2 separate regions of the Pan troglodytes genome follow, and region 1 is linked to region 2. The links are chromatin contacts, called in public HiChIP or PLAC-seq maps. All regions are on one chromosome and are shown on one strand. The core of a region is the stretch at or near the end of the contact, and the rest is flanking DNA. Distances in the headings are between cores, read along the strand shown.

What was found. HiChIP or PLAC-seq counts read pairs in DNA pulled down with a chosen protein or histone mark.
Region 1: an H3K4me3 HiChIP or PLAC-seq map of stem cell-derived excitatory neurons shows a contact between it and region 2, with 8 times the contacts expected there. The contact joins the promoter of SOBP here to the promoter of BEND3 in region 2. A contact is called at or near these places in 1 of 7 Hi-C or Micro-C datasets (stem cell-derived neural progenitor cells) and 1 of 1 datasets of contacts at active chromatin or transcription factors (stem cell-derived excitatory neurons).

What each region holds. Positions count from the first base shown.
Region 1 is chr5:119,407,807-119,412,592 of NHGRI_mPanTro3-v2.0_pri, reverse strand. It overlaps SOBP (sine oculis binding protein homolog), which reads right to left and starts at 1,765. Exons shown (of 7, transcript XM_016956075.4): 1 at 1,639-1,765. The coding sequence starts at 1,734.
Region 2 is chr5:119,031,887-119,036,524 of NHGRI_mPanTro3-v2.0_pri, reverse strand. BEND3 (BEN domain containing 3) reads left to right here and starts at 3,002. Exons shown (of 4, transcript XM_009451772.5): 1 at 3,002-3,317.

The sequences.
Region 1 (4,786 bases), core at 516-3,015, 380 kb before region 2:
CTTTCCCCACCCCCAACCTAAAATGAAATGCAAAAGTAATCTGGAAATGCAGGACAGGAGGTAAGGGTAAGTGAGGAAGAATGGTTATTATGGACTGTTTGAATTTTGTTCCCATCAAAAAACAACAACTTCTACCGGTCTTAAAAAAAATAAAATAAAACTGTCCATCATTGGAATCAACGGTGGTTTCCACCATAAGAAACAGCATTGATTTCCAAGGCAAATCTCCCTTAACTCTCCGTTGGACTCATGCTGCACCTCATGCTTCCAGGTACTAAGTTCCTTATCCAGTAATAAAACCCCTAATTCTGATATTTAGGTTGCTTCTGACATTTCTGAGAAGTAAAGCTAAGCATATGCACCTAGGTACGCATACATATATGATATATATCCATGCGTCCCCTGCTAAGCGTGAGCTATGATAGAAAATGCTTGTTCTAATGAAGAAAGCGTCAAAGCGCAATAAATTTGACTTACTTGCACACCATTTTCATCCAGTTTGTTTTTTAAATACAAACTGAACCAAAACTGGCCAAGTAGTAGTATTAAGCCACCTGGTAGTATTAAGGATTTCATGCAGAAGATGGGGAACACCAAGAAGACCGCAAAATGCAAACCTGCTACTTTTTGATGGCTCGCAGAAAAATAAATAAATTGTTTTAAATCAATAGAGACTCGTGAAATCAACACAGAATAAAACCCTCGCCCAGGCAAAAGCCGCAACTTCATGGAAAATAAGGAGGTGGGGGGCAACGAGGGGGTCCGGAGCTGAGCGGTGCTCTTGTGCGATTGCTCTAACGCGAACAGCTGGAGCGCCAGGCTGCTGCGCTCTCCACCTCTGGTGCACCGCTGGCCTGGCGGGGAGCCCAGCCTCGCCGAGAGGACTCCGGGCCGGCCTTAGCGAACAATGGACAGGCGCCCTGCAAAGGCCGCCCCTCAGACAGCTGTCCTCCAGCGGGGCTGGCCGGGGTCTGCTTGGCTGGGAAGTGAGGCAGGCAGAGGCGAGCGGGAGGCGGAGGCTGCCAGTGGTGAGGAGCGGAGGCTGCCAGTGGTGAGGAGCGGACGGGGGCGGGCGAGGAGAGCGGTCAGGACCGTGCCCAGACCCGCGCCTCTCGGGCCGCAGCTCGTCGGGCACTGACGGGCTCTTCACGCCGTCGCAGCTGGTTGGTTGGGGGGAAGCGGGATTGAGGAGCAGGAGGGTGAGCTGGGGGAGAGGGGTGGAATAGAGCTCTCTCCGGGGTGCCCCGGCCAGGAGGCTCCTAACTTTGGAGGGACCCTGAGGATGATTCTCAAAAAGGGGGGAGAAACTGCACCGTCCACTGGGAAAGCCTCTTCCCCTGCCCACCGCCGCTCGAGTCCCCGGTGCCCTCGCCCTGAAACGCGTCCGTGCCAACCTGGGATTCGTAAGGTTAAATAGTATATGGTCCCCCCTCATCAAATCTGAGGTTGGCAACAATTTCGGGGATGCAGCCCTCGAGTTGGCCTCTGCTTTACACCTGGAAGGGGAGCGGAGCCGTTCTGGGCATCCTACAGAAACTGACAAGCGCGCCCCGGTACCCCCCAGATCCATACCACGGCCCACGGGGAGCGGGCGCAAGAAAGAGCTCAGTCTCCCTGGCCCCCGAGATCCAAAAATACCTTCATCTCCTCATTGATCTCCCTTTTCACTGGGTGAGCCGGCTTCCTGCTCCGTTTATTTTCGGGAGGTCTCCCTTCTTTCTCCATTTCTGCCATGTTTTTGTGTCTGGTTTCTGTGGAGATGAAATGGCTGCTGCCGCCGCCGGCGGTGGTGGTGGCGGCGGCGGCGGCGGTGGAGGTGGTGCTGATGGTGGCGAGGCTGGCGGAGGTAGCGGTGCTGGCGGGGCCGGACCGAGCAGCGAGGGGGAGGGCAGGCGCCGAGAAGCGGGGTCTCTTCTAGCGGCGGAGGACGTCAGTGGCTGTCACGGGTAAGGGTAGTGCGGAAAGTCTCGGGGATGCCGCCGCCGTCGCTCCGGCTCCTGCTGCCGCCGCCGCCGCCGCCGCAGCCAACGCCGCCGCTGCTGCCGCTGCCCCTGCCGCCCTCGCTGCCGCTGCCGCTCCCGCCGCCGCCGCCGCCGGGCCGCATCCTCGGGGCCCCGTGGAGTCGTCAGCCATCTTCCGTCGCTCTGTCCGTCCGCATGGGCGCGGGGAGCAAGGGCCGGCGCGGAAAGCGGCCCCGGGCGTGCGTGCGCGGCTGTGTGTGAGCCCGGGAGAGCGCGCCAGCCCCGGCGCCCAGCGCCTCCCGCGAGCCGAGCCGGGGGCGGGCCGGGGGCCGGCGCGGGAGGAGGGGAGGGAGCGCGGCCGGGAGGGGGTCGGAGGGAGGGGAAAGGTGGGGGGGGCGAGGACAGCCCCCCGGCTCTCGAGCGGGCGTGGCTTCCACCGTCACTGGATACGCGGATGCTGCGCGGCTCCGGGGGCTGCTCGCAGCCGCCTGTTCATCCGCGGCGGGCACGGGCGGCTCGCGGCGCCCCCCGCGGCCGCCACCTCCCCGCCACACGCCAGGGGCGCCGGCGCCCGCTCGGAACCCAGCCCTGCTCCTCAGCTCCGCGAGGTGGGCTGGGTTGCGTGTGGAGTTGGTTTTTGAGCCCGTCCTAGGAGCCGCTGAGGAAAAATGAATGGGGGTGAAAGGAGAAGGTTGGGCGGTGGGAGGTCGCGAGATCTGAGGTCGCCTGGTTAGAGGGCCGCCGTCCCCCGGGGAGGGTTGACTGAGCCTGCCGCCTCGGGGGTGCAACGCTGGGGTCTCGGGGAAAGGAAACCACAGCCCGGACGAGCTTCCCCCCACTGAGCTGCCAGGATAGTTTCCCCCTCCGGGGGCCACCGCAGAGTGCGCGGAGGCTGGAGACCCCTTGGAGAGGTCCCCGCGCCCCGCCCGGCCGGTCCTCCACGCGGCGCTGCCTCGGACTGCAATGGCAGTGAAGCTTTTGCCTCTCAAAGAACTACTTAGAAGTAGGACATCTCGGCCTTCAGCCCCTTGATTTCTTTTTCCCCTTGTTCCTTCTCTCTTTCTCTCTCTCTCACTTATGCCCTGCTTCAAAGTAACAGCTTTACGCATGACCCCGCCTGCACCCTTATCTGGGTGTCCTGGGTTTCGCCCAAAAGGTTGGGCTGAGTGGGAGCTTCTGGGAGCGCACGGTCCCGCGTAGGGTCCCGCTCACCCGGACCCCGGACGCTCTCGCCACGCCCCGGTGGGATCCTCCCCTCCCCGCCCGGTTGCACTTTCTCCTCCCGACTTCCCAGCTAGCGCCTGCCCTCCATGGAGCGGTGCTCGCTCCCTCTGCGCTCTCATGTCCCCTCTTTGGCCCTCTCCTGCCACGCCTGGGGCCGAGGTCTGATTGAGTCTGTCCCTGTCCCTGGGTTGAGGCATTGGGGGTGACGGTTGGATGATGTTTCTGTGATACGCGCGGCTCTGAGCGCTCCCACACGTTGCAGAGGACACATTGACGTTCCCGGCTTCTCCTTCCCGCGCCGCGACACTTCATAATTACCTGACACAATGCGATATGGGGGTGTCCATTGTTCCACTGCATGTTACTGTGGAGTGTTCGTTATGACAGTGGTGGAACTTAAAATTACACAATTTTTTTAAGTTCCTAAAAGAATGAATTCCGTGTGGGGATATGAGTAAGCTTTCCATTAAATCTCAGTTTGGCCTGTCAAACGAGGCTCATTCTGGGTATTACATCGCCTAATTTGCATTTTAGCATTGTTTTGTTTCTTAAATGTCACATTAGAGATACATGGGCGTGTACGCAGGAGAGCTGAGTACCTCCACGTTGCCTATTTTGCATTTTAGCATCATTTTGTTTTTAATAAACGCCAACTTAAAAACATCTGGGAGTGCACCCAGGAGGGCTGAGTACCTCCTCCCTCCTGATTTCTTCTCTTCCCCGTCCCAGGGAGGAGAGGGGAAGCTGCACCCTGCTCCCCGTGGCTGCCTAGATCCTGGGCAAGCCAGGAGGCCAGAGCGAGCCAGGCTTTGCGCCTGCAAGGGGTCCGCGCGAGAAACACTTACGCCGAGGAAAAGTTAAAATTCCTGGGACGCCCAAGAGTCAAGAGAGGAAGACTGATGAGGTTTTAGGGGAGCTTTGCAGTACAGGCGTCCTGTATTTGCGATTTTCCCAGTAGCCTCTGAGAACGTATCTAGGTACACTCAGGTCGTGAGCCGCGAGTCCTGTGGCTGGGTCTCAGAGCCCGCAGCAGCCCACAGCGCACCTACGACGACCCAATAACGCGGAGAGGAGCCTAAAGCTGTCGCAGCAACTTCCCCCCACTCCTGGAATGATAGTGCAACATTCGCCAGTGGGTGAGTGGGTGTATTTTGCGGTGGGGAGTATCTCCCTAATGCTGTTGCTGGGAGAGGGAGAGGAAGAGAGAGACTTTTGGTTTTTTAAATTGAATTTCATCCAAAACATCTGATAAATAATATGTGGGTTGGAGAGTTGTTTTCTCTGTTTGATCCTGTTAGTCTTTAATGAGGGAAATAGTGAGAAAACTTTTTGGGGGGCTTTTTAATATTCTAAAACTGTGGAAACATATGTTGTAAACTGTACGCAAAAAGCAGCTTTTTGTCTTCTGTAAACATATTTAAGTCCCCTCTGTTTCCTTTGGTGCCAGAAGCATTACAACTGATTCACTGTTGAGCAGCTGATATCAAATAGCAAGTTATATACCCCAAGTCCTAAGATACAGTTTCACAAGTTAAGAATAAAATAAACAGAAAAGGTGAACTGTAGCCCAGAGTTATATTTAGAGGCAGCTATACTTCCTT
Region 2 (4,638 bases), core at 1,753-4,252:
TCTTTCTGTAGGTCCTATTTAATATAGTACTACCTCTCACGCCCCTGTTTTTCACCCTCTTACTTTTCTGTTGTGAGTATTCACAGAATCTGGATCTGCCAGCTACTTCTGTTTGAAGTTGAAGACTTGGCAAAATTATACATCCAGCAGGCAAGAAATAAAGTGGAAATGTCTCACAAGTAACAGTGAAATCTGTTGCGTTGTTTTAAGTCTTTACTGAAAAAAAGTCCTACTAAATATTGTCTTGCCAACTATAAATATATTTTAGCAATGATAAAAGCCTTTAGAGTAACAGTTATCTGAAACCTAATGTCTGTCTGTCTGCCACTCTTAATTATATATATTTACATTTTATATCCCAATCTTCTTTTATATCCCATTTTATATAACGCAATTCTCCATTTGAGTTTTTACATTTAGTGTCTCAGTGTTTTATATGGTCAAGTAGCCAGTTTTCCCCCTGCTACATTTTACTCAGGTACAAATGAAAATGAGTTGACTAGATCGATGGCAGCAGCTCTAATTTGAAATCTTGAAAAATGCATTTTTTATTAAGCAATTTCAAATTGAGCAGACCTCTAAAAACCAGGTTGTTATTTTTCCGGGTCTTTACACACACATCCGTATGAACCATGAACTGTTACTGCACTTTCAAAACTATTATGTCTTGAAGTTTCCAAAATTATATACAACTATTCCAACACATTTTTCACCTTTATGCGTTATTTTCCTTCTCCATATAAAAAAGAAAACCACATAGAAAACCATTTGAAGGAAGGTGATTTCCTTTCTTGGATAGCAATGACTTCTATTTCTATTAATAACTTATTTGAAACAAGCCACTTACTTTGTTAAGTAGATAGATCCATTTATGCAAATATAAGATACATACTTTTACAATAATATTCAAGGTCAGTTTGAGTTTCCTGAAAGTTGTTTTGAAAAGTCAGCTATATCAGTTCAATTATTGTATTTGACAGAAATCTTTTGTTTCAAGCAATATGAACAGAGAAATGTTAATTTCTATCTCTATTGTTTTATTATTTAATTTATCCTTAAAAACCTGAGTTGTCACTGTGAAAGATTGGTTAAATATATATCCCCTCACTACACACGTTTCATCTAGTCCTCTTTCCAAAAATTTAACAAGGTCGTTTTACATTCTTAAAGCACCACAGCAAAGTGATTTAAATGCAAAATGTGCTTAAGTGCTACTTAACTATTCCTAACTCTTCTACTGGGAAATCCTAGAAAACTGAACTAATGAAATGCAACTTCTACTTTAAAAATTCTAATTATAACTGTCACATTAAATTGAAGGTGAGAATAAAACTGGTGTATCTGTTAACTAAGTCAAGCGATGTACTGTGTCGTACGTGTTATTTAATGTGCAAGTGTAAAAGTCAAGTTCTCTGCAGAAATCGAAGTGCCTCCCCTCAGTCTTCTGCGAATGTATAAATTAACCATTCTCCCCCAAGCAGTCCTCCTCCCTTCCTCCCTCCGCCCTATTTTAAATGTAGATAGGGCGACCTAAGTCTTTTGAATTTGAAGGGCTGCTATCTCGGCCCCATTCTTTTCATCATCCTGTTTTCAATGACACTGAGCACGTATAGATTCTTCTATAAAAGCACCCCCTGGATGCAGGGCTTGGTTCTTCAGGCTGCTTGCTTAATTTTGCATAGCAATTAGTACTGACTTCACTAAACCAGTAATCCAAATACAGCTCGAGAATGTTCCACGTAGTTCCTCAAACTTAACCCTGTGCCTTTTGATTTCAAGCCCGAAGGGGAGGAACTTGCATAATTACTAAATTCCCAATTGGAGTGGTCTGAAGGAGGGTACGGTAAACCCAAACTATACGTTAATTCAAACCCTCGCCGCGACTGGGCAGCAAGGAGCCAACATATGCCTTCTTTTAAAAATCTATTCTACCTATTCACTGACCGCGCAGGGCCGTGCCACATGGTCCTCCCTTGCAGCCAGTCAGCTGTGAGCAGCAGATGGGATCATTTGCATTTTTCTTTTTATACTTTCTTTGATCGGCAAATTAAAGGATTTTTCTTAAATTTACATTCTCATTGTTTGCCTAAAATACAAACGTGGCTAAACTGTTGAATTGGGCTTCCCTGACTCTCACCCAGCACCTCCCCCTCCCCCTACCCAGCCACTGAGACTTGAGAAAATACCCGAGGGGTAGATTTCGTATTTATCAACTGGGAATCTACAGTCCAAGAGTTAGGAGTAGACAGAATCAGCCTTTATTGAGTTGGTGACTCGTGTTTTTCTATTTTAGGCGCTCGGCGCAGACAGCCCGTGGGTTTGTGTTTGTGGGGTGTGTGTCTGTGAGCGCGGGCGCTTCCGAAGCTCTCGCTCCGCAGCCTCACACCCCAGAACTTCGGGTTGCAAGTAGCAGGCAAGATTTTAGCTCTGAGGCTCACAACAGAGGGCGGCCACCGTGCAGGGGGAGTGGCCAGAGCCAGCTTTTCCCAGCGCCAGGGTCGCTCTCCCGGGTCCCGCCGGACTCCATGCCGCCCCGCGGGGCCGCAGGAGCCACCCGGGCCCTCGCGTCCCAAGGTCTTTGTGCCGGTGGCGGCGCGGGAAGACCGGCCCCGGGGGCCTGGGCTGCGGCCCAAAGGCCAAAAATGCGAGAGAGGCGTGGGCGCGAGGCGGGACAAGCTCCGCACAGTCGCCGTCCCGCAAGGGGCAAAAAAGTAGAAAAAGCCGTTTGGGGCCAAACTCTCGGGTCTGAGAAACCACGTTTCCGAGGACGAACTCGCGGTGGGAGGACACATGGGGTACAGGGGACATTGTTCGCGGCGCCTGCCCGGCGCGCCGTGGGTGCGCGGCCGCCGCCCCCGCCCCGGGCAGCCAGCGCGGGCCCACGTGGAGCCACTGCGCCGGCCGAGCGCGCCGGGCCGCCTGGGTCCCGGGAGTGCGCGCCCGAGCTCCCCGCCGCGGCCGTTCACGCCCGAGCGCCGCCGCCGCCGGTCCCGCGTGTGCCCCGCTGAGGGGGAGGGGCGGGCCGGGGGTGGGGGCGGAGGGGTTGTGGTTCCACTGCAGCGGGGGCTCCTGTGTCCTTGTGCGGAAATGACACACGGAGTCCCGTCACGTCACGCGAGAGCGCAGCGCACGGACACACACAAAGAGAGGGGAAAATACACGGCGCTCGCCCGCCCGCCGCCCCCAGCGCCTCCCCGGGCCGCCCTGGCCAGGCCCTCCGCGCGCGGCCCCCACTCCCCGGCCCCGCGCCCTCCCCCCCACGTGGCGCCCAAACTCGGCGCGGGCCCGCCCGGCAAAGTACAGAACTCGCGTCCCAGGTAAGTGCGGGGCGGATCAAGCCGGCCGCGCGGCGGCGGCAGCGTTGGCGGCTCCGGGGCGAGCGGCCGGTAGAGTGGCTGCAACATCCATGCCGGGGTGGGGGCGGGAGCAGGGGAGGGGACGCGGAGGGGGGCTGCTCCGAGCGCGCCCGCCGGTAGTAGCGCCCACCCCCGCGCGGGCCGAGCGACCGGAGCGGGCGCCGGGCGCCCACGGGCTCGCCGCGCCCATTGTGCTGCGCGCCCCTTTGTGCCCGCTCGGAACGCGGCGGCTCCATGGCGTTCTGGGGAGCACGCGCGCCGCGCGGGGGCGGGGGGTTCGCGCGGTGGAACCGTCCGCGCCGCCGCCGCCGCCGCCCGCCCCACTCGCGCCGCGCGCTGGCCCCGCACCCCCGCCGGGCGCCGCGATGGAGCGGCCGGGGCGGCCGGAAGGCTCTGCCGTACTCGCGGCGGCTTGGCGCTCGCGCTCGGCGGGGCTTTGGCGGGGCACTGCTCCGCGTGTGGAAGGGGGTGTCGGAGCGGGAGCAGGGGGCGGGGACTGGAGGGAGATGCCGGGCGGCGAGCGGGAGGCCGGGGGAGCCGCCGCTCGGAGGAACGAAGCCTCCGGAGGCTGCAAATGGAGCGAGGCCGGCCCGCGGCGGCGGCGGCCGGGAGCGGAGAGGGATGGGCCCCGCCGCCAGGGGGCGCAGCGCTCCCTTCCCGGCCGTTCCACGGCGGTTCGCGGTTCCCGCTGCCCAGGAGCTGGAGGCGGGCCCGGCGCCTTGGGTGTGCACCCGGGCTGGCGCGAGGCCTGGCCGGCCAGCCGCAAAGCTGAAGCCTGGGGCGCTCGCCGCTCCTCGTGACCGCTCCTTTCCTTCTCTATGATAAACGTGATTTCCCACGCATGCTTTGCCCTTGCCTCATCCGTGAGCTGTGCACCACCGATTTGGAGGCCCTTGTGTGCTTGTTTACCTACGTCTCCCTATGTAGCTATTTTAAACAAGGTGTTTTTACAGAGATAAAAGTTCTATTGATTGCTCAGGTGGTCTTTCTGGAAGAATTCTGCACGTAAACGCTAACTCGACAAGAGTGCCGGGAGGAACAATGTTACTCACTAGAGTTGGAAATGTGCAGTTCATCTCCTTAAAGTAACTTTTGAATGGTTGAATACAAATAGTAAACATGCCACAGGGCAGCGTGGCATAGTGCCAGAAAGCTAAGGTTGCAGGAAACTGAGGTAATTACGGAAGTGAGTCCTTCAGGTAGCCAGGTATATAAACGGCTGGGATGGAGGACTTTCTCTTGTTACCCGCTCCCCACTTCCACCCTTGCAGTCCGTTTTTCT